Linked DNA regions of Mus musculus: all the other regions are linked to region 1. Evidence: chromatin contacts called from public HiChIP or PLAC-seq and promoter capture Hi-C data. All regions are on one chromosome and are shown on one strand. Each heading gives the region's core, a stretch centred on a gene start, on an enhancer-like site or on the middle of the called end of the contact. The rest is flanking DNA. Distances are from core to core; before and after follow the strand shown. Region 1 holds the start of Ybx3 (Y box protein 3). Region 2 holds the start of 1700101I11Rik (RIKEN cDNA 1700101I11 gene). Region 3 holds the start of Clec9a (C-type lectin domain family 9, member a). Region 4 overlaps Olr1 (oxidized low density lipoprotein (lectin-like) receptor 1). Region 5 holds the start of Klrd1 (killer cell lectin-like receptor, subfamily D, member 1).

Evidence for each region. Promoter capture Hi-C pulls out the DNA fragments that hold promoters and counts their contacts. HiChIP or PLAC-seq counts read pairs in DNA pulled down with a chosen protein or histone mark.
Region 2: a contact with region 1 is called in a promoter capture Hi-C map of liver, with 11 times the contacts expected there. The contact joins the promoter of 1700101I11Rik here to the promoter of Ybx3 in region 1. A contact is called at or near these places in 25 of 39 promoter capture datasets (the 3T3-L1 cell line, 3T3-L1-derived adipocytes, the C10 cell line and 16 more), 4 of 484 Hi-C or Micro-C datasets (the G1E-ER4 cell line, nephron progenitors and rod photoreceptor), 22 of 115 datasets of contacts at active chromatin or transcription factors (the 230-238 cell line, the NIH/3T3 cell line, SST interneurons and 16 more) and 3 of 9 other capture datasets (adipose tissue, embryonic stem cells and pancreatic islet).
Region 3: a contact with region 1 is called in a promoter capture Hi-C map of pre-B cells, with 5 times the contacts expected there. The contact joins the promoter of Clec9a here to the promoter of Ybx3 in region 1. A contact is called at or near these places in 13 of 39 promoter capture datasets (the 3T3-L1 cell line, the C10 cell line, the HPC-7 cell line and 8 more), 2 of 484 Hi-C or Micro-C datasets (B cells and embryonic fibroblasts), 3 of 115 datasets of contacts at active chromatin or transcription factors (large pre-B cells, pro-B cells and stem cell-derived neural progenitor cells) and 2 of 9 other capture datasets (liver and macrophages).
Region 4: a promoter capture Hi-C map of the HPC-7 cell line shows a contact between it and region 1. The contact joins the enhancer-like site here to the promoter of Ybx3 in region 1. A contact is called at or near these places in 10 of 39 promoter capture datasets (the C10 cell line, the HPC-7 cell line, cranial neural crest and 7 more), 5 of 115 datasets of contacts at active chromatin or transcription factors (astrocytes, embryonic stem cells, large pre-B cells and 1 more) and 3 of 9 other capture datasets (adipose tissue, liver and macrophages).
Region 5: a contact with region 1 is called in an H3K4me3 HiChIP or PLAC-seq map of pro-B cells, with 24 times the contacts expected there. The contact joins the promoter of Klrd1 here to the promoter of Ybx3 in region 1. A contact is called at or near these places in 13 of 39 promoter capture datasets (the 3T3-L1 cell line, the C10 cell line, the HPC-7 cell line and 10 more), 1 of 15 datasets of contacts at CTCF or cohesin (the NIH/3T3 cell line), 1 of 484 Hi-C or Micro-C datasets (conventional dendritic cells), 4 of 115 datasets of contacts at active chromatin or transcription factors (astrocytes, large pre-B cells, pro-B cells and 1 more) and 2 of 9 other capture datasets (adipose tissue and macrophages).

Annotation. Positions count from the first base shown.
Region 1 is chr6:131,385,618-131,389,945 of GRCm38.p6, reverse strand. It overlaps Ybx3 (Y box protein 3), which reads left to right and starts at 1,496. Exons shown (of 10, transcript NM_139117.2): 1 at 1,496-1,928. The coding sequence starts at 1,691.
Region 2 is chr6:129,530,681-129,534,750 of GRCm38.p6, reverse strand. It overlaps 1700101I11Rik (RIKEN cDNA 1700101I11 gene), which reads left to right and starts at 1,467. Exons shown (of 2, transcript NR_045270.2): 1 at 1,467-1,513; 2 at 1,809-2,804. Gabarapl1 (gamma-aminobutyric acid (GABA) A receptor-associated protein-like 1) reads right to left here and starts at 1,559. Exons shown (of 4, transcript NM_020590.4): 1 at 1,215-1,559. The coding sequence starts at 1,304.
Region 3 is chr6:129,406,181-129,410,703 of GRCm38.p6, reverse strand. It overlaps Clec9a (C-type lectin domain family 9, member a), which reads right to left and starts at 1,842. Exons shown (of 7, transcript NM_001205363.1): 1 at 1,659-1,842; 2 at 349-429. The coding sequence starts at 1,749. It also overlaps a transcript of Clec12b not described here.
Region 4 is chr6:129,496,586-129,501,173 of GRCm38.p6, reverse strand. Olr1 (oxidized low density lipoprotein (lectin-like) receptor 1) reads left to right here. Exons shown (of 8, transcript NM_138648.2): 3 at 1,049-1,294; 4 at 4,225-4,362. All of the region lies in intron 3 of Gm45969 (a long non-coding RNA gene), which reads right to left. Among named protein-coding and RNA genes, the nearest start is that of Olr1, 8.3 kb to the left of the region's middle. Within about 2 kb of position 3,138, at least 13 of the 459 cell types and tissues checked have an H3K27ac peak or open chromatin away from gene starts, as enhancers often do. A contact at or near this core is called in the HPC-7 cell line, where this site is marked.
Region 5 is chr6:129,590,078-129,594,170 of GRCm38.p6, reverse strand. Klrd1 (killer cell lectin-like receptor, subfamily D, member 1) reads right to left here and starts at 2,361. Exons shown (of 6, transcript NM_010654.4): 1 at 2,334-2,361; 2 at 589-681; 3 at 381-443. The coding sequence starts at 2,340.

The DNA of each region.
Region 1 (4,328 bases), core at 247-2,746:
TAACTTAGCCTCTTTTCACAGCCCCTTTGGGACACTATTTTGAGCTGCAGGGGCAAAATGGCCCTATATTCCAGATAGTCTTTGGTACAGGTCTCAGTTCTTTGGTCAAGTGTTAAGCTTCACTCTGTAAAGGGTAATGTGGACTCCTCTGCTGGGAGTGTTTAGAGGTCATCTGCATGTTGTAGGTCTCATCCTAGCGACCAGGAGGACTCTTGTTCCCTTGTCCTTAAAAATGTTCTTAAGCTTGGCAGAGCAGCACACAACTTTAATCTAATCTCAGCCCCAGGAGGAGAGGAGGGCAGAGATGCAGGAGGATCTCTCAGAGGTTAGTATGGCCTGCAGAGCCGGGTTCAAAGACAGCCAGGGCTAACACAGAGAAACCTGTCTCAAACATACATTTTTCGTTTGTTTGTTTTTTGGTTTTACATTTATGGGGGTGGTGGGACCGCATGCTGCTGCCACGGCACATGTATGGAGGTCAGGACAACTTGGAGTTGATTATCTTCTTCCATCTGGTAGGTCCAGGGAAGAAACTCAGGTGGTCAGGTTTGGAGGCAAGCCTTTACCTGCTGAGGCATCTTGCAGGCCTTACTCTGAGTTGCTCAAGCTTTCCCCAGTTTAGTGCTAATTATAGCCAACTCGAGCAAAAGGTATCATGTGGATTTATTCCACTCTTTCAACGTAGGTTATTAAATACATATTAACAGCTTATTATCTGTTGCCTCTGACAGGTGTAAACCCTGCATTTGCAGTCATTCTGGAAGATCTAGATTTTAATTTTCTCACTTGTGGAGTCGCTAAACGAGGCCTTTTGATTTTATAAGAGTAATTGTTTTGTTTTGTTGGGGAGTAGGGGCGGTATTCCGGCGCACGCACATGGCTGTTTGGAGAGAATCTCTTGCAGCCTTCAAACTTCTTTTGCTCATGATGACCTTGAACTGACCCATGCGAGCACTGGATCCTCTAAGCTACATCTCCAACCCCTTGTCTGTTTTTTTTTTTTGTGTGTGTGTGTGTGTTACTACTTGGAAGGAGGGATAGTTGAAAGACAGCCTCAGTAGCCCAAGCTAGGCTACTCTCAATGACATTCCAGCCTCAGCCTCTTGTGTACTAGGAATACTGGAGCGGGCTAACCACAGCTCCCAGGTTACTCTAGTTCCTATCTCAGCGCCCAGAATACTTTCTGGTATCTGCTGGATGTGCAAATGTAAAGGAGGTTTTTTTTTTTGTTTTTGTTTTTGTTTTATTAAGGCGCTGTGGGCCCACTCCACCTCTCAGGAAGCAGGCTCAGGTGAAAGACGTCTTGGGGAGGGTATGTCTCCTCTGCTCCGCGGCGACCTCGCCCGGGTGCCCGCATCCCCGGACTAACCAGCTCCGGGAGCCTTGCCGAGTAGCGCGGGCGCCTTTAAATGCTAATAAGCAGCTACGGCGGCTTTCCCCACCCTCTCTCTCCCCGCCCCGCGTCCGCCTGCCCGCCCGCCGCCCGCGAGCACTTGCGCGGGGCCATCTTCGGGGCCGGGAGATCCAGCGAGACCGCGAGCGCGCGCGTCCCCAGCCCTCGAGCCGCCGCCCGCCGCCGCGCCGCGCGATCCGCACCGGCCTCCCCGAGAGCGAGCCGGACGCCGCGACTGCCACCGCGCTAACCGCCGCCAACCGCCACCGAGGTGCCCGGAGAGAGCGGAGAGGCGGCATGAGCGAGGCGGGCGAGGCCACCACCGGCGGCACCACGCTCCCGCAGGCCGCGGCCGACGCGCCCGCCGCGGCGCCCCCGGACCCCGCGCCTAAGAGCCCGGCGGCCAGCGGCGCGCCCCAGGCCCCGGCGCCCGCCGCGCTGCTCGCGGGGAGCCCCGGCGGAGACGCAGCCCCCGGGCCCGCCCCGGCCTCATCAGCCCCCGCGGGCGGCGAGGACGCGGAGAAGAAAGTTCTCGGTGAGTCCCTGCCTGCAGCCCGGGAGAGACGGCGGGCGAGGATGGACGTGGATGCAGGGCGGGCTGGGACACGTGGGCCAGCTCTGGGGAGTCTTGGCTGTGGGTCGGGAAAGCAGCACGTTTCCTCGGTGGGGAGGAGGGGACACTAGGAAGGCACGAGAGGGGTGACTTGGGAAGATTTTATTGTGTGGTGTATTTTTTTTTTTTACCCCCTAGGCCTGGGAGGGTCAGGTGTCTGTCTCTGACACCCTTCCCTCGTGGGCTTGGGACAGCCGCCATGCTCCTGCGGGCCACATGCCGGCACAGGGATGTTGCAACGCCCCGGGAAACTTGGGGCGGGCACTCGCCTCCCCTTACTGTGCCCACAGATGCAAAGAGCCTCCAGTACCTTCCAATTGCTGCACCATCCCCTCTCCCGCACCGTGGGAACACACGTGGTGTGACGGCCGGGAAAACTTAGTCGGAAGTGGAGTAGGACGAGTGTCCAAAACACTTACGACTTGTTACTGGAGGGAAAGGGAAGGTGGGGACTGGAGATTTCGCGGGGCGCGGGGCAGAGGTTTTATAACTGTGGCTGTTGTATTTTGTCGCACATTTGGGTGTCCTCATCTTCCTTAAGGAACGCCCGGTGTGAGGCCTTCCACAAGCTTGCCTAGCAGGTGGGTGGTGGATAAGCTCCCCGGAGGGTGTGTGCGTGCGCATGTGGTTTGCTATCCGAAACAGGAAAGTTAACAGATGGTGTAGGATGCTTCAGAAATGTTCACTGTTTCTGGGTGGGGCCGATTGGGCTCGCCTGCTCTCTGAGCTTCCTCCCCATTCTAGCGAGAAAGCTGAAGGAATAATTGTGGAAGAAATAGAACACCATTCGGTGTTCCCCACCCCTGACAGTTCTCTGGTTCTTGTTTTCCCAAGGCTTTAAAAACTTGGTTCCTGCCAATTTTTTTTTTCCCCACTCTCACTAAAAAGTTCCTTAAAGGTCTTGTGGGTGTTACATTGTGGCACTTTCTACCAAGATGCTCCTTGGACCATTTCCACACAAAATGAAAGATAGAACCCTGTGTTGCTAGCCGAAGCAGGTTCTTAATGATACCTTACTAAGGGCAGATGGAATCCTACAGGTTTTTACTTGATCCTTGCACTTTTGAGATAAGAAAAGTAGATAATATCTTTGGAGATTGGGGGTGGGAGGTGGGTGGTGGTGGTAGGGCGATAAAGGAAGGTTAATTTCCGCAATCCCCAGCAGTTTAGTTCTGTTTCTGCCAGATACCTGGTGATGAGTCTGATGTCTTTCATCCTGCCACCTCAAAAAGTCCAGACTCAGAAAATGAAGGGCAAGCCTCCACCTGACACTTTGAGCACTGTTTGTCTTTGTCCGATGTGGTCTGCCATCTCCTGTGCCAGGCCGACACACGGATATCCAAAATGTTCTGGACTCAGGACTGACTGAAATGGATATCTTGGACGCTCTCATTCTGGTCTTTGCAAAGGGGCCTTAACTTTGGTTTATACCGTGTAGTCCTTTAGGGAAAACAAGTTTATTCAAGTAAAAAGATCTGGGTAGGCGTATTTTACCAACCAACACCTTCTTGTGTACTTGAATATAGTATTAAAAGTGTGAATGAATTTGTCTGATCATAGATATTTGTACAGTTAGTATTTTTAAAAATAACTTTGAGAAGGAAAGAAACACCATCAACTGTGTGAAAACAGACTTGAGAATCTTGCCCATCTTCCCCCTTCTGCTGTTATCATTGACTTCCCCTCTTTTCTTTGTGTATCTGTTTTGGTTTTGCACTTTTACTTATTTATTTATTTATTTATTTTTGAGATTGGTCACATGAAGTAGCCCAAACTGGCCTTGGCCTCACTCACCTTGTAGCAGAGGATAACCTTTAACTCTTTGTCATCCTGCCTCTATCTCCCAAGGGGCAGGATTACAGGTGTGCACCACCATTACAGGTGTGCACCACCACATTGGGCTTAGTGGTTTTTTTGTATCAGTTTCTTCCAGAGCCTCCATGTGTGTATCTTTATTTATTTGTGTATATCCAGAGTTTTTGAAAGAAACAAAATCCTCTCATGTAAATCCTGATGTAGAGGCCATACCGTTTATCCAAACCGGACTTCCCTGTGTTGACATCTGAAACATCAGTTTTTTTTTTTTTTTTTTTTTTCTCATTTGCTCTGCAGCTCACATTAGATTGGCTTTAAGGCTTAGGAGCTCATCAAGGAAAGCTAAGAGGTTGGTGCAAGCCCATCCTTGCGCCACTCAGAACCACAGTGTCTTCTCACTCAGAGGTAGTAGACCTGGCTTGTCCATTCCTTAGCTTTTCCCTTCTAAGTGTAGTCCTGCCAGGTTTTGGATTTCACTGAGTGTTGATGACTGTCTCATGCACTTCC
Region 2 (4,070 bases), core at 218-2,717, 1.9 Mb after region 1:
TGTGCCCAGCCGTTCTGGAAGAGCCATGTATATGTAATTTCTGGAGAATGGTGGAATAGTTAGCTCTCTTCTTCCTCATAGAAAATGGGGCTGAGGGTAGAAAATGGGGCTGAGGGTAGAAAATGGGGCTGAGGGCTTTCTCTTGCTGGACCTCCGTTTCTTCTGGTAGCCCTGGCTGAGATAAAGAATAAGGAAGAAGTCCCTCCCCCCTATTACTTATGCATCAAAAAAAAAAATTATCAGGTTAGCACAGCTCTTTTACCCTTCAAAGTTAGAGGAACGCCAACCTAATATAACATCATTGCCTGTACAAATAAAGAGAACGATTTTTTAAAGTCCCTGGTCCTCTATCCACCATATTTAAAAGCGATGTCATCCTTTGCTTCCAATTCTGCTGCGCAGCCTTCAAAAGAGGAGGAAAAAAAAAAAGGCAAGTGGGCGGGGGAGGGGGTAAAGTGGAAAACACCCGGATGCTGAAGACTCCCTTAGTATTTTTCTCCCCACTGCATGAACTAGGTATTAGCTGCTTAAATCGGGGTATAATTAATGGAGGAAACGGTTCTCAGTACTGGTTCTTGAGATCCAAGAGCCCACCCACCTATCACAGTGCAGAGCACGGACCTTCTTTTTCCACACATGGCCCAGGAGACAATAATGAGGTGGAGGCAGGCATGACCTTGTTTGAGGGCCCGCCTGGTGAAGCCCCTCACCCCACCCCACCCCCAATTCTAAAAAAAAAAAAAAAAAAAAAACGCAGGTCAGAATCTAGGGGCTTCTCGAGTTTTTCCTCCTACGCTCAAGGAAATGGGAAGGAGACTCGTTTTCATGGAGAACCAATTGAGCAGACATGGATGGGCACAAGGCTCATCTCACCTGCTGCTACAGGGTTGGGACGCGTTTTTCTATAGCATATCCTATCTGCGGCCCCCAACCAGTCGCCCCCGCACACACAGGCCTCGCCACGCGCACATCCCAACCTCCATGGGTGCTGAATCCTGCTGACTCACCCACCACGCGCACGCTGCGCTTTCGAGATGCCAAAAGTGGCTACAGGCCCTGGGGATACAAGCTTGTCAAAGCCGGTCAAGAATACTTGATTCCGATGACCCTCCTGTGCCAGGGCCACCCGCCATCGCCAGGCTACCTCGGTAGCTCCAGGGCAACCAGCTCCCAAACTCCTCAAGCTTGCCTTCTCCCTCCCCGCCCCCACTCACCGGCACCCGGTCCGGGTATTTCTTCCTAATCTTTTCACCTTCCTTTTTCCGATACTCGAAGGGGTGGTCCTCCTTATACTGGAACTTCATGATGGACCTCAGGATGTAGGGGCTCCCCGGACGGGGCCTGCTGCGCGCGCTGATGACTGCGTCTCGCGTCTGGCCACCCCCAGTCAATGTCAGCCTTATCACAATCGCTCCACCCGCGTCAGCTCCCACGCGCCAGTCGCCGCACTACGTGGCTAAACGTCCAGAGAAGGACCTGGAGATCTCGCGGCCTGAAGGTAAAGGACCACCAGGTAAAGAAATAGGGTGGCTTTTCCCAAGAGCTGGAAACACAAAAACACCAGGGCGGTGCTGTGACATCACGACGCCCCACCCCCGCTCCGCCCCCGGCGCTAAGGACCTGCTGGATCCGGGTGGACAGAAGCTTTGTTTATTTGTGTATCTTCTTTTCACCCAAGCTTTTCCTAAACCACTCCATCGAAACGCAAAAATCATGTAGTCGGGTTTTTATTTTTGAGGATTGATATTAAAGGTAATTTGTTAATTCAAAGAATGCTCTAACAAATGTCGTCTTCCCTCCCCTTCAAGTTTCTTGTTTGATGCCCAAAACAAACACAGAGGAAGAAAATCCAGCTGTTTCCAGAGCAATGGAATCAGGAGTCTGGAGTTGGAAAAGTGCCAGGCGTCACGAGATTTGTAGCCCGGGCTGAAATGTCCTGTGCTTGCATTTTGACCTTTGCCTGGCACCCACGACTGGCCTGCCTTCTCTGCCCCAACTCCTCCTTCTGACTGGTGTCCTTATGTTTGGATCTGTGCTAGAATTGGTTCTGAGACAACATAAACAGAGCATGACTCATGGATTTGAAGAAGTGTAAGGGTGAAGAACATGAAGTCATCAAGGTTAGAAGAAGCGATGCCAGCGATGAACACCAGGCTTCACTCACGTTCAAGGAGAGATGAATCCATTCATTTTATAAGGTTCACCCAGAAGCATGGTTGTTGAGTTCTTGAAAATACAGAGGTCAAATCATTTAGGTGTCTATGTTTCCCCAACAATACTTTGCTCTGGGGTGGGTATCACCTGTAGGGTAGTTGTCCTGATGAAAAGGCCTTATTGGGCACCAAAAGCTCTGACTGGCATGCTGGTGGAAGACCCTCAATAGTATAGAGAGAGTCAGCCCAGGCCCCTCTGACATACCGGGTTTCCATCTTAAGACTCTTTGGATGCGGGGTCACCCTTCTGATTCTACTGGCAGTAACTCCAGACCTATATCTTGGGAACATCGGAGATAAAGTTCAAGGATGCTTTGTGCTGTGAAAATAAAATGACTACTAAGTGGTACCAGGCAAGCAGCCCTGTTGCCTGATTTTATGTACATGACTTAGTGATATGGTTATAAAATATGGGCAAAATAAAGTGAACTGAATTTAACTGGCAAAACAAGAACATGAAATACATAGCCCACTTCTTGGTTTTCTCCTGGTAATCTTTCTTACATATGAAGACAAATGAATTGGTATATAATATTGTTGTATTTATTTATTGTTGTTTTTATTTTCAAATTAAAAATAGTTTAATACCCAGCTACTCATTTTACCCTTGACCCAAATACAATTAAGTCTTTCAGAAGAAATTTTACAACCAGTTGAGACAGATCTGGGATGAAAATGGTAATAGTGTTGTTTTCTGAGTAACCTTCAGGTTTGTTTTTTTGTTGTTGTTGTTTTGTTTTTTTTTTTTATAGATGTACAGTCTCAGCTAGTTGAAGGGCAGTTCTTCAGTCCACTGAAAATGTATGCAGTACATGAAAATTTAAAGATGAAATGTTGGTTAATCAGCTCTTAGGATTTTTAAAATGCTAGTCGTTTACATTAGAATGCAAAATGTATTGGGAGCTGGAGAATGGTTCAGTGGTTAAGAACACTGACTGCTCTACTAGAGGACCAGGGTTTGATTTCCAACTCCCACATGACAGCTCAGGAGTATCTGTAACTCCAGTTTCAGGGGACCTAATACCCTCTCTGACCTCTACTACGTTACTGCATGTCCGTGGTGCACATACATACATATAGGCAGAACCCCCACACAAATAAAATAAAAATAAGTCATATTAAAATACAAAATGTATCTATTTTCACAATTTTACTATTGATTCTCAGAAGGTTCTTTAAAATGTTGTACACAGGTACATTTATAAACTAACAATCAGATAAAAAAAAAAACCTTTTAAGTTGCTTTCTTCAACCATACAAAGGGCAGTTTTAAAAGGACCACATTTTCTCATATAGCCACATCAAATGTTTCTTGTACTGTTGTAATTTTTAAGATTGGATCTCTTTGGTTTTTTTATGCATATCAGTAATGGAGAAGATTTCAGAGTAGTACAAGACAAGCAATATGCCCCTGCTCCAGGTGTCTTCTTCCTTCTGGGAAGTAAACTGCACTTTACCTCTGCCGTCATGTCAACCACCACAATGCATCTTAAAATTATCAGTACCTCCCCAATTAGGTAATTCTTCCTAGAGTTTATACCCAGTGTTCTATGCCTCTTAAAACACAGCTCATCATTTTCCCCAGTCATTAGGATTTGGAACTGAATATGAAGTTGTTTTGTTTCTTCTATTTATTTATTTATTTATTTTTTTTTTTTTTTTTTTTTTTTTTTTTTTTTTTGAGACAGGGTTTCTCTGTGTAGTCCTGGCTGTCCTGGAACTCACTTTGTAGACCAGGCTGGCCTCGAACTCGGAAATCCACCTGCCTCTGCCTCCCGAGTGCTGGGATTAAAGGCGTGCGCCACCACCGCCCGGCTGTTTCTTCTATTTATAATTTCTACTATTATATATAAGTCA
Region 3 (4,523 bases), core at 593-3,092, 2.0 Mb after region 1:
TGAATATAATTTGTAGATTATCTTTCAAAAACTATAAATAGTTTACAATCTATAAATAGATTGTTAACCTTCTGCTTTCATGGGAAACACCACATAAATACATCACTCTACAGTGATACAGTGGTTCTAGAAAAATTAATTGCATTCTTTTTACCAGACTCTTTTATCTCGCCATGTGAACTCCTTCTTAATATAAGTCTAACTGACTGTATACCATTTACGTGTGCTTACATAGATCTTAATTTATTTATTCATACATTTATACATGTGAACTTTTAAAATAATAATACAACAATTCATAACCCGTGTTGTTAACAGGTAACACTGAAGATATGCTTTTGTACTTACACTTGATGCCCAAGAAAATGGACGTTGCTAACAAGCCCATACAGACCACACAGGAAATCATCGTCACAACACACCATGCTCCTGAATGTGAAATCAGGCAATGACATGAGTTAGAGAAAGTATTTTCAAGGTGTAATAATGTCAGGATAAGTGGAAGGATTGGGCCTTCCTACTGGAGAAATGCAAAGATTTGAAACTCTAAGAAAATCTTTGCTTAAATTCTCTCAGATGAACCTTATAGCATGGGCTATATCTGACTTGGAAAATACCAAATACAATAGACTTAATAACACCTCTCTTCAATCCTAATGTACACTATTGTGATTTTAAAAATTAATTCCATCTGTCTATCTGTCTGTCTACCTATCTAGTATTTTTCAATAATCTCATTCATACCAACCAGAAAACCTTCTATTCTTAACATGAAGACTCTCTTACCTGTTTTCAGCATCTCTTGAACATGATTCATTGAAGTATTTTTAATTTTAATGAGTAATTTAGAAAAATGAACAAACATTTCCGGCTAATTATACAATTCGTCCAGGAAGAAAAGTGAGTTATTTGGCTTATTACATTATTCATACTAATAAAAAATTGTCCTTACATATTTTAATAGGCCTGATAATGTCTTGCCTGAGATGACTCTGGGTCATCCCTGAAACCTTGAAATGGTGTTTTATGTGACAAAAGATATTCTGAAGCTAATACTATATTAGAGATCTGATTTAGGAAAGTTAGCTTCACTTAGTTAATTTGTAACAAGTCGATACTAAAGACTAATTAATGAAACTACTTGGGAAAATATAATAAAATGCTTTTTAAGCCCACCTAATTATTTGTTGTATGAGGTTATGTATGACACCTAGTTGATGAATTAAAGAAGTGACAATAAAAATACACAAAAACATATATTTGCAAATCTTTTTGCACTGTAGAGTTGTAAAAATAAAAGGTAGCATAAGATGTAGAAACAATTATCAAATACTAAAAACATAACTGCATCAGCTGAAGACATTTTTTCCTAGTTTTTCAACATTTCTTACTATTTTTCAGATAATTTGCTGCCTGTTTTAAGTAAAAGCTAAAATAATTTAAGTGGTATGATTTCTTTTACTTTTTGCAAATTGAGAGAATATATCTCATTTCCTGATCTGAGTGCCCTTCACTTACTCCTCCATGCTGACGAATGTGTCAGGCACACTAGAATATGCTAAAGAGGTTATCTCAGATTAGGAGAAACACTTGGTTTTATCACAGTATACAAACAGAAAAAAATTATAGTTTTCAACTAAGCATTCTAAATTTATTACCTGAACATTTGCTAGGGGATTGGCACTTCTGAGAGGCCTCTGAGGTAGGAATGTCCCACTGAAGAGAGGTATATATTTCTTCCGCATGCATGCTGAAGGTGCTTGGAGTGGTGAAGCAGTCTACATAGGAGCCTGGCACAAAGAACTTCGGTTGTAGTTAGGAGTAGGTTGGTACAAGAAATGGAACTGGCTACTTTTTCACAGTGGTAAAATGCAACAGGGATTAAAGGATGTTCATCATCCAGAAAGTGGAACTTTTGAAGCTTATACTGAAACATAACTCAATAATGAAGAAATGAGAATTATTGAGCTCAAAATAGCTACTACCAAATTAAACTGTTGCTCTGCTTTCCACATAGTATCAGATGCTGGAGGTAAGCTGCACAGTATGGACTTCTATTTGCTATAAACTATGAAGCAAAAAGATGATGCAGCGAATAAAGATAAAGGCCATTAAATCTAGACAAATCAACTTGTACATAGCTTTTGGATTTCCAAACAAGAAAGCTTAGGAGAGATTTCATCCCTAAATTTATTTCCAATCAGTCTGCTGATTAGGGTAATACTGACTGTTATTATAAGTAAACTTCAAAATACCAGTCAACACTGGCAACATTTAGATCTCCCTCATAGTTTGTACCCAGAGATACTAGTTCTCCCAAAAGGGGCCTGGGTTTCTTTCATCTTCTGGAATATTGGAGCCATGATGGGAAAGGGAAAGAGAAGGTGAAGAACCCACACTTGCTTCTTGAAAGCCATAATCTGGGAGTGTTGGGAATCACAGCCATCTCTATCCATTGCATTTCCATATTGGACATGAAGGTTGGGTTTTCCTGGCAGCATTGTCCAGAGGTAACTTTGCTCTTGCAGGAGGAATCAATTATTTAATGGATGGATGACCAGTTTCAGCACATCCTGTGACTACAGCATTTGTACTGAGAACTCTGATCTCTTAGACACCATTTATTTCTAGGCTACTTGTCCTTATGTCCAAAGGTCATTTCTCAATTGTGTTCTTTTATTTATTTATTTATTTATTTTTAGAGTCTCACTGGATCAATCGTTCTTCATCACAAATGGCACATTCAGGAGGTGATATAAGGGAACTTACTAATAGGACTACAGTTTTGGAAAAGGTTAATAGGAAAGAAAGAAGGGGATCAATGTTGACATATGTACTACAGGGCTGCTGTCACCCTATGGCCTAAAACAGTAAGGAGAATGTTCACTGGGACTTCGTGGTCTGCCTCACTACAGCGAAGGGCTGGTATACAGATCATCAAGTTTTATCAATCTAAGACACATAAGGGATCTGAATTATACTTCTGACCATAACCCATGTGTCTCAGAGGCTCAGTTTGCCCGGAAAATGTATTCATTTGTGTTTAGCTTCCTGAGACATAAGGAGTAGCTGGTGGGGTCATTAGGGACAAATGGAAACGGACTAGCACATTCTGCCAACATTTCCTGTGGTGTTCCTGGCCTGAAAACAGAGTAACTGAACTCCAGATAACCCTCTGCATATTCTAAGCTCTACCAGATGGAGAAAAGAGGAAGAAACCACACCAACAAATAATATTGTAACTAACCTCAGGAGCCAGACTTCATGAGCTACTACTCATTTTCCAGTTTCTCTTCTCATTTTAGCAGCACTGAAACCAAAGCTTGAATAGTGTTTTCCCAGGACAATCCACTCTCAGGGAAATGTCTGCAAGGGAGCCATTGGTTTCTCCCAACAAAAAAACCCATGTGCTACATGTAGTGTTCTGCTCTTGTTTGTTTTAAATATTTACTGTTTATTATTCAATGTGTTCTTAAAAACTATTTTAAAGCCAGATCACAGTATTGCTTCCTTACTACAGTTCTGTGAAGCAGAAGGGTAAGTTGGCTCTAAGTCAGGCACAGAGAAGTCCGTTTAGCTGGTTTCATGCTGAGTGTTTGAAATGAAGTGCTCTGATCATAGAATCTGGGTTGTTTTTGTTTCACTATATGCTTCAGGCACGAGTATAAGGGAAAAGAGAGACTTTGTAGGTACAGTTTGATTTTTGTAGGTACAGGCTGGTCTCACCTTCTGTATATGTTTAGCTGGGCATTAAATATGTTTCCTCTAAGGCTGTGTGTTGTAGTAATATATAAATATGCTGAAGAGAGGAAAAACACTAACATTCAGACATAGGGTTGATGTTTGGATAGGTTCTGAATAATTAGCCCCCAGTTGTTTTGTGCAAATGGACAGTTTCATACCAGAAGTTCAGCCTTGAATCCCCATCTCCAAAGGGGGTGGGGGAGCCAAGACTTCTCATCTCACAAGGCCAATATCTTGTTTTTTAAAATAAAAATGCCAAATAAATTTTGTTGTTTTCCTGTAACCCAGAAATCTATTCCCTTAAGAAGAGTCCAAAATAAACTAAAGAGCAGATTTGTCATGCACAGAGCTGTAAAACTAACATTTTTTAGTATCATGCGGTTGATGTTCTCACCAATATTTTATATTATTACATCAGAGATCATCACAATTCTCGTCTGGATAGGGTAATCAGCTCACTGTATATGCAAGGAAATAGTGTTAGAGACTAAACCATTTGCTCCAAAACACATAGGGAATAAGTGCTAAATCAATGTTTATTGAAAAGTCTTAAGAGTGGACTGCTTACAACAGGGTCACAGGGAGTGTGTATTAAAAACAGATTTCTATATCTCCTCAGCCTTCTGAGTTCCATCTATATTCCTGATTGAGCATGTTTAGTTTCCACAAAGTCCTCAGCTGAGATAAACTATGTTCATGACCCTGTTTTCTCACTAGTTAAACAAAGGAAGTTGTGGGGAATGACTCTGGTAGAAAGTGTGACTTTTGCCTCTTATCCT
Region 4 (4,588 bases), core at 1,889-4,388, 1.9 Mb after region 1:
ATATTTCATGGGTGGTTGTCTCAAAAATGAAGGCAAATGTCAAAGTTCCTAAATAAAATTAGGAAGTCTGGCAGTGTAGACAGTGGGAGGAGCTATAGAGAAATTAAACTGACTAACTCGCTAATAGCAATTTCTTCTATGAGTTAGAGTCTAGGGAAAAGGTGACTATTATAGACTGCCAATATTTTATTTATTCTATTATAGTATTTCTTATCTTATCATTACTTTAATTCTTTTATTTTACAATTTTATGTTTTGAGGAATTTCAAGCACGTACATAATGCATTTTGATCAAACTCATCCCCATTTTCTTCATTTCATTTCCTCCCCACCCACCCATAACCCTTTCCTCTGAATTTCATGTGCTCTGGTTTTTCTTTTTAAGCCCATTGACTACTCAATGCTGGCTGTATGTATCTGGTATAGGGCCCTCTGCTGGAGCATAGGTAATCTCACAAGGGACACATCCATAAAGAAAACTGACTCTCCTTTTCCAGGATCCATCAATTGCCAATAGCTCCTCAACTAGAGGTGAGATTTGATGACTGCATGCTCATCCATTGTCTTTACCTTATTATTTTCAAGCTAAATATAGCTTGTGCACTCTGCACGCTGACCAAATCTTCTGCCACAGAGGGACATCACAACTCCTCATCCCTCTGCCAGGGCTACATCTCCACCCCTCCCCCCATGCCACTAAGCTACATCTCTATCCCTCACCACTCTGCCTCTAGGCTATACTATCATCTCTCAAAAAAACACAGAAGCATGGCACTTTTTATTCAGAAACATCTGCATGATCACTGGTAAAATTGCAATTTTGAAAAATACAGTTGAATAACATATTAGCCCATAAATTGTGAATAAACGAGGGCCATTTCCCGGAAGTCAATGAAGTGCATTTAGTCCTCCATCATTATTAAAGTTCAGAAGACATTTTCTGTCAACACTGATCTGTGGTCAAGATAGATTGTTTGAGTTGGTGTCTTTATTTTCTGGGCATCCAGGGGCAGCAGGCTAGAATGACTCTTAATTCTCTCTGGTTTAGTACGCCAGGTATCTGACCTCTTAAAACAATACCAAGCGAACCTTACTCAGCAGGATCGTATCCTGGAAGGGCAGATGTTAGCCCAGCAGAAGGCAGAAAACACTTCACAGGAATCAAAGAAGGAACTGAAAGGAAAGATAGACACCCTCACCCAGAAGCTGAACGAGAAATCCAAAGAGCAGGAGGAGCTTCTACAGAAGAATCAGAACCTCCAAGAAGCCCTGCAAAGAGCTGCAAACTCTTCAGGTACAGGGGAGGACTGGTGGGTGTTCAGCCCAGTCTTAATTAGGTTTAACAAAACCAGCACACTGCACATATGCCAAATATTCAGAGTGCCCTACACAGGCTCTCTGTTAGTGCCATTGCTCTTCTAGCCCAGGGGAAGCATAGTAACCATCAGAATTGCTCAAGCTCCCTTCTCATGGGCGTAAGGTTTCTTCCTTCTTTCAAATTCTGGCTTTGAGGTTTGGGCTGAAGCACTGTCCTGTCCCATTGTCACTTCTTGCCACAGATATGTTATTGTATCCTTCCAAATGCAACTTAGTCACTAGCCTCCATCCCCTTGGGGATGCAGTTAGCTTCATTCTGACCCTGTTTCCTAAATGGGCACTACATCTGTCTAAGTACAAGCAGTGGAGGTCAGCTGACTGAAGACTTAGGTAGATACTTTAGGTTGAACAAAAATAAGAGGTCTGGAAAGTGGGTGCATATAGGAATGGTTTCATTTGTCTAAAGGGATTAAGAATGTAGGGAGCAGAGAAAGACTAGATTGTGCTGACCACCTTTGTTCTATTAGAGATTGTTACTACATTTCTGCAATATTGATCTTTTCTGTAGTGGAATCAATGAGTTATGTGCTTCTAAGTACAGAGTTAGGTATGACAGAGTCTCTTTTACTACCATGTCCATTCCCACTAAGTGCTCAAATGAGGGCTCTATTCTCAGCATTAGCTATTAAGTGCCAGTCAAAAGCAAATTTGTCCAATTTCTTGCTTGTGTGGCTAACAGTTTAAATGTGCAGTTTCTTTTAATACATATATAATAATAATATAGGTGGCCATTCCTTCATTTTATAGGCAAAAATATTAAGAGCAGGATAGTTATCAATAATGATAATTTGATGTACAGTTACTCAGTTTTCAAGTCTTGACAGGTCCTGAATGGTGATGCAAGCCTTTAATCATAACTGAGGAGACAGAAGCAGGCAGATCTCTGAGTTCAAAGCCAGTGTGGTCTACATGGAGACATCTAGTCAGGGCTACATAAAGAACATAAATAAATAAATAAATAAATAAATAAATAAATAAATAAATAATATTTTCTGTATGAATAGGGTAATTTCAATTTGCAAAAGTAAACAGAATTTTTCAGAAAAAATTGACTTTGACTAGTATTAAACATATATTTAAATTCGCTAGGGAGGAAGTTTTCAATAAATTAAAAGGACCCAACACTTCAAATCAATTGTTAAGGGAAGGAAGCTTAAATATCAAAGATGGGTATGTTCATATACACAGGCAGCCAAAATACAAACTAGTGGTTTGTTTCACAGATGTAGTAGTGAAACAGTTTACATTTATCATCTGTAGATTGTGTGAGATTCAATCTGTGTTAGGGCCATGAGGAACCCTCTCTCAGAGATGCCAGAGATGAACTGTAGATCAGACATGGAATGCACATGTCTCTTTCTGGCAGATATAGTAGGTCTTGTTTTTCATTCCTTCTGATTCTAGATATAGCCAATTACTAGACACCACAGGTGAAAGCTTTGTTCACATGGCTTCAAAACAGTCTCATAAAAATATCATAATACTGAAATAGCATGTGTAAATATGAAGCTAATTTTCTCAAATTTGAGGAAGGTTTTATCTATCCTACTAACACATCTCGTATGATTTACTTGGAAGCTGAGGTGATGTAGGACTTCCAAAGGAATAGATTTTCATAATTAGCATTTAAATTAGTGATTCTTCTCAATCATTATCTCTACAAATAGCTTGATGAAAATGGTTGTAGGCTGCCAGATCCTGAACCTCTAGCAAGTCTAGAGCCCATAGACTACTTCCTCAATTAGTTCATCCACAAAGACATTTGAGAGGAAGTGTGCTCAGTGACTGTATTAGGTTCTGAAGAGGGACAGAAGCAACAGGATGACTATATATTTAAAGGGCATTTATTGGGCTGGTTTACATAGTATGTTTGGAGTGTCCCACAATGTTTATCTTGCACTGGATGAGTGGAGATCTATTTGGCAGTTGATCAACTAGAGAGCTTGGTTGTCTTAGCAACATCAATGTCTTCTGGCACTTCAGCCATCACAGGCATGTCCCGCACCCTGGCCTTTATTCCGTTCCAGATCTAAATAAGTTGACAACCTATGTTTATCAAAGACATCAAATACACACTCAACATTAGGTTCATTTTCCTGACTTCTTGATCTGTCAAATGAATAAGATTGGTGAAGTTTATCTCTGAGGTTTACAATGATTAAATGAGTTCACATCTGCAGAGTAACAGTTGTGCAATTGACAAATAATATTTGTACTCATTAACTTTTGTATGTAGTAGTAGGTATTGCTATAAGCTATATTATACTTTACACACACACACACACACACACACACACACACACACACAAAGAAATGTAGTTGATTTTAACACAGTATATACAGGCATGCCTTTCTCACGTTGCCATAAAATAGGCAAAGTGTCTAGACCATTTCTTTAGTCAAAAAACAAAACAAAACAAAAAAACCAAAAAACAAAAACCCTGATTTGTTTACATATACATACTAGGATGGGGGTAAGCAAATTAGAAGGAAAGTTCACATTTAGTTTCTGCTTTCATTATTCTAGAAACTTCCTACCTTAACGCTTAGGTACAAGTTTCCATTTTCTGTAGTTTTGTATGATATTCTTTCATTTATTTTAGATAGACTTTCACTCTGTACCTCAGGTTGGCCTGGAAATCATTATTTACACCAGATTGGCCTTGAACTCATGGAAATCCTCCTGCCTTCGTCTCTTGAGTTCTGAGATTGCAGGCAAGAGCTAAAATATTAGGCTTACATTTCTGTTTCTGGAGAAGCTTGCTTCTCTAAAATTGCTACAATGAAAATTGAACATTGTAATGTAACTCTTCTTAAGCACGTTTCCCCACTTTGCTCACACTGTAGAGGAGTCCCAGAGAGAACTCAAGGGAAAGATAGACACCATCACCCGGAAGCTGGACGAGAAATCCAAAGAGCAGGAGGAGCTTCTGCAGATGATTCAGAACCTCCAAGAAGCCCTGCAGAGAGCTGCAAACTCTTCAGGTACAGGGGAGGACTGGTGGGTGTTCAGCCCAGGCTCAATTAGGTTTAACAAATCCACTGCCCCACACATATGCCAAGCATTCAGAGTGCCATACACAGTCTCTCTTGAGTGCCTTTTCCACCCTAGCCCATGGGAGGCCTGCTAATCATCGGAATTGTTGGGGCTCTGCTTCTCGTGGGCATAAAGTTTTCTCCCTCCTTTCTTTCAAATTCTAGCTTTGAGGTT
Region 5 (4,093 bases), core at 1,112-3,611, 1.8 Mb after region 1:
AGGCTCTTACTTGGAGAGTGGCAGCTCTCCTCTTCATTTTCTCCTTCCTCCCCTTTGCTTTCTAGCTACTACATGAGTGGCTGATCACCCACACATGCTTCCACCGTGGCACAATGTCTCAACTGAGCTGCAAAAAAAAAAGGCAGGCAGGCCCAGAAGAACACAGTCCAAAACTTCTAAAACTCTGAGGAAAAAATGAACCTCTGCATGTAGTGTTTATATAAAGTATGTCTTACGCTGCTTACATTCAATGTAATTTTAATACAGAACAAAAAAAGGGCGGGGGGACCATTTTACTCAATGAAACCATGCTGTAGAATGAGCTTCTCTGTTTTATCCTCTCTGAGTCATGAAGATTTAGAAAGAAAAATGGAACCTACCTTCCTGGAATTCTACAGTGGTGGTTGGAGAAGGTGTTGATTGAATGTTCTGTATAGTAAATGCTATAAGAAATTATTATAGACTTGCTTAGTTTGACATGTATTTATGAAATAAAATATTACACATTAGAAAAATTAAATGTTTATTATTAAATTATTTAATCACAATGTTGATTTTTTTCCTATATACTTGCTTAGGAACACTTACAATTTATCAGCAAAACTCCCAAAGTAACCATCAAGAAAAGACATTTTATTCCAAAGATGACAGACATCAGTCTCCACCGAGTGATCCTAGAAACTATAAAAAAATACCAAACACATACATTAATGACTAACAGATGAAAGTGCAGACATAGAAGATGACGTTCTTTTTTTTCCTTTTTTTTATTAGATATTTTATTCATTTACATTTCAAATGCTATCCCCTTTCCTAGTTTCCTCTCCAAAAATCCCTATACCCTTCCCCTCCCCCTGCTCCCCAACCCACCCACTCCCACTTCCTGGCCCTGGCATTACCCTATACTGGGGCATATCATCTTTGCAAGACCAAAGACCTCTCATCCCATTTATGGCCAACTAGGCTATCCTTTGCTACATATGCAGGTAGAGACACGAGCTCTGGGGTTACTGGTTAGTTCATATTGTTGTTCCTCCTATAGGGTTGCAGACCCCTTCCCATCCTTGGGTACTTTCTCTAGCTCCTTCATTGTGGATGACGTTCTTAAGAACAGAAACCATTAAGAATGAACCTGAAAACTTCTTCCTTTAGTGGTGCAGACACCTCTCTCTAGTGGAACACTGGAGAACGAAGATGTTCCTTCAGAAGACCACCCATTAGCAATCTTTTGAAGTGGTATACCTTGTTCTTTGATGAGGTTATTCATACATATTTTCTGCCTCATTAGAGTCATTTACCTCTGACTCTTTAAATCAGCAGTGAAACTTATCTCTATGGTTAGAATAGATCCACAAGCAGTCATGACGCTTGGTGGGCTTGCTTAATAATCATTTTTTTCTCTCAAGAATGTCATGAATAAAAAGTTTTGTGTTAAAGAGATGATTTTTTAAAGGGGGAGGGGCAGTAATCACAATGCTATTTTCTTAAGATATAAAGTTAGTAAGGGCCCACTCAAAACCAAACAGAATATTGTCAAGACCTAGAGTCTGTTATTTATTATATACCATCCTTGTCAGGAGAATACCATGATGGAATGGGGTCCCTTTGAACACAGACCATTTTTTGATTAGTGGTTTGTTAATGTCTGCAGGAAAATAAAAAGGAACCTTCTAGACCTGGTATGGCAGGAGGTTCCATAACAAGCATAAATTGAGGATCTGGGTTCAATTAACAGCACCTTGAATTATGACACAAAGCCAGCCTTTGAATTTCTGTTCTTAAACATTATGTTAGGTCATATTCAAAATCACTTGCCTATTGGCTAAGATATTTCGATATGAGAAGAATCTGTATTAGTAACGCAATACTGTCAAAAATAGTTCTACTGCTAACAACAGCACACAGTGTCAGTGAGCCTGAGTGATTTTGCAAGGCCACAACACAGCAAGAAAAGTTATAAAGTTTTAAGTGTCCTTTATATTTGGCCATCTTTGTCCCCATGTTAGAAATATGGTGTGTGTTGATCAATTTAATTTCTGTTTTATTCTGAATTTAACATGATGCCTAATAGACACCACTTGCTAACTCAGTTAGGAAAAGTTTACAAAAGTATGCACTTCATAAAATCATGTTCAAGTTTCAAAACACAGAATCGAGAAAACAATGAACACAGAAAGCATCAAAGCACAGAAAGTCTAAAAATATCTACTGCAGATTATATGCTTTCTGTTTTATTTTTTTAAACCCTCCTTGAAGTTAGTTAATACAAGAGGCATCCTTCCTGGTTATTATTTTATCACTACTATTACATCTGCTGACAGGGGCACACATACCTGCCATGAGAAGTGATGTTCCAAGGATGGTGCAGAGATGTGTTTGTGCTTTTTAAAGAACGGTGTGGACCACAGGGCTGAGCAGGAAGCTACGGAGGAGACAGTAAGCATTAAAAGAGGAAGAAACACTGTGTGTTGTGGCGGTGCTATTGAATCATCTGTTGGTGGGACACAGATGCACAGTGGGAATGAGCAGAAGAAAGACTGCAAGCTTTGAACAAGACCCAGGAACCACTGCACACAGGAAATTTGCTCTTTTAGTTTTGGTACAAAACACCACAGCAAAATAAGGTTGGAGGAAGATTGTTTTCAATGTGCACACATCAAAGTCGTCCCTAAAAGCAGTTTAGAAAATAATGGAGAGGTGTATAAACCATGGTAAACTCACTTGGTATCATAAAATCCCACACAGAATTACTACCTTCAAAATAAAGAAATACTTATTTATTTTGTGTTAAACAAATTTTAAATCACATATTATCTGATCGCTTAATAAAGAAAATACCAAATTTGATAGTGGGGAAACTGAGGCACAGAAGTGCTGATTTGACTAAGGTTACTTAAGCTTGATGCCCAGTCTTTTACCAAAGCATACATGGAATTTATCTCAAACCAAGCACATCCTTGGACTTGCACATTCTGGGTTGATATTTCCCATCTTTAGTACAAACTGTTGGGATATCCAATACTTGTTCTGTGTTTCTGCTCCCTGATCACTGACCCCAACCATAGTCAGCAAGACCCAGAAAGAATTCAGTATTATTGTGTTTTCTCACTTTTCTTTCTTCCCTGATCTCTCTCCCTCTCCCCACCTTCTCTCTTCCCATCTCTCTCTCCCCAACACACACTTTTAATCTTCCCATTAATTCTTTCTAAACTACTAGCTATCCTTGATTTTGCTCTCATTTTGTACACAGGTAAATGAATTGTTTACACTCCTTGCCATCCCTCCTACTCATCTCCACTCAACACACATCTCATGTTCCCCAATCATCTCTCTTGAATATCTGATAAACTCTGGACAAATACTGTATACACCCCTATATATATGACCTTTACTTTTTTTTTTCTCTTAAAACTTCTGGAAACCTTGATGTTCCAACACATGGGAGTACACAGTGCTGACAAATTATCACCAGGCTGGCCTTTAAGGAAATAAATCAGGATTTGATACAGTTCAGTAACATTGGAATTGAGATCACAGAACATAGGGTGTTGAGCATCTCATAACTCACATAATACTCAGTGGGATATTGAGCTTCACTGAATCTGTTTCAGATAATAATAAATTCTTCCAATGTTCATCTCTTCCCTCTGCTTCCCCTGCTCTTAAGTCTACTGCTCTTTGAACAAAGAGAATTTGTTCAAAGCAAGTGGTGACTTTAATAATTACATCTTTGAAAGATTGAGGAAAGATCCGAGAAAGGGAATTTAATGCCCACTGAAGATGTGAGCAATGGAGAGTTCTCTATACCTAGACATGTGCACCTAGACTGTACAACAGCTTGGTAAAAGCATCCCAATGGAGATACTTATTTTTTTTTCAGTGCTTGTAAAGACTGTGCCCTCCCATTGTGCACCAGGCTACAAAGCACACTCCATTAAGGAGGCTTCCTGAAAAGGAAGATTCTGGCCTGCCATAAAGTCACTTGTAATCATGGTGATGAAAAACCCTCATAAACTCTAGTAGGTTTTGCTTGTTAAATCCCTTACATATTACATATTTTCGTTAGGCTATGTTAGTTTTCAAATTCGATGGA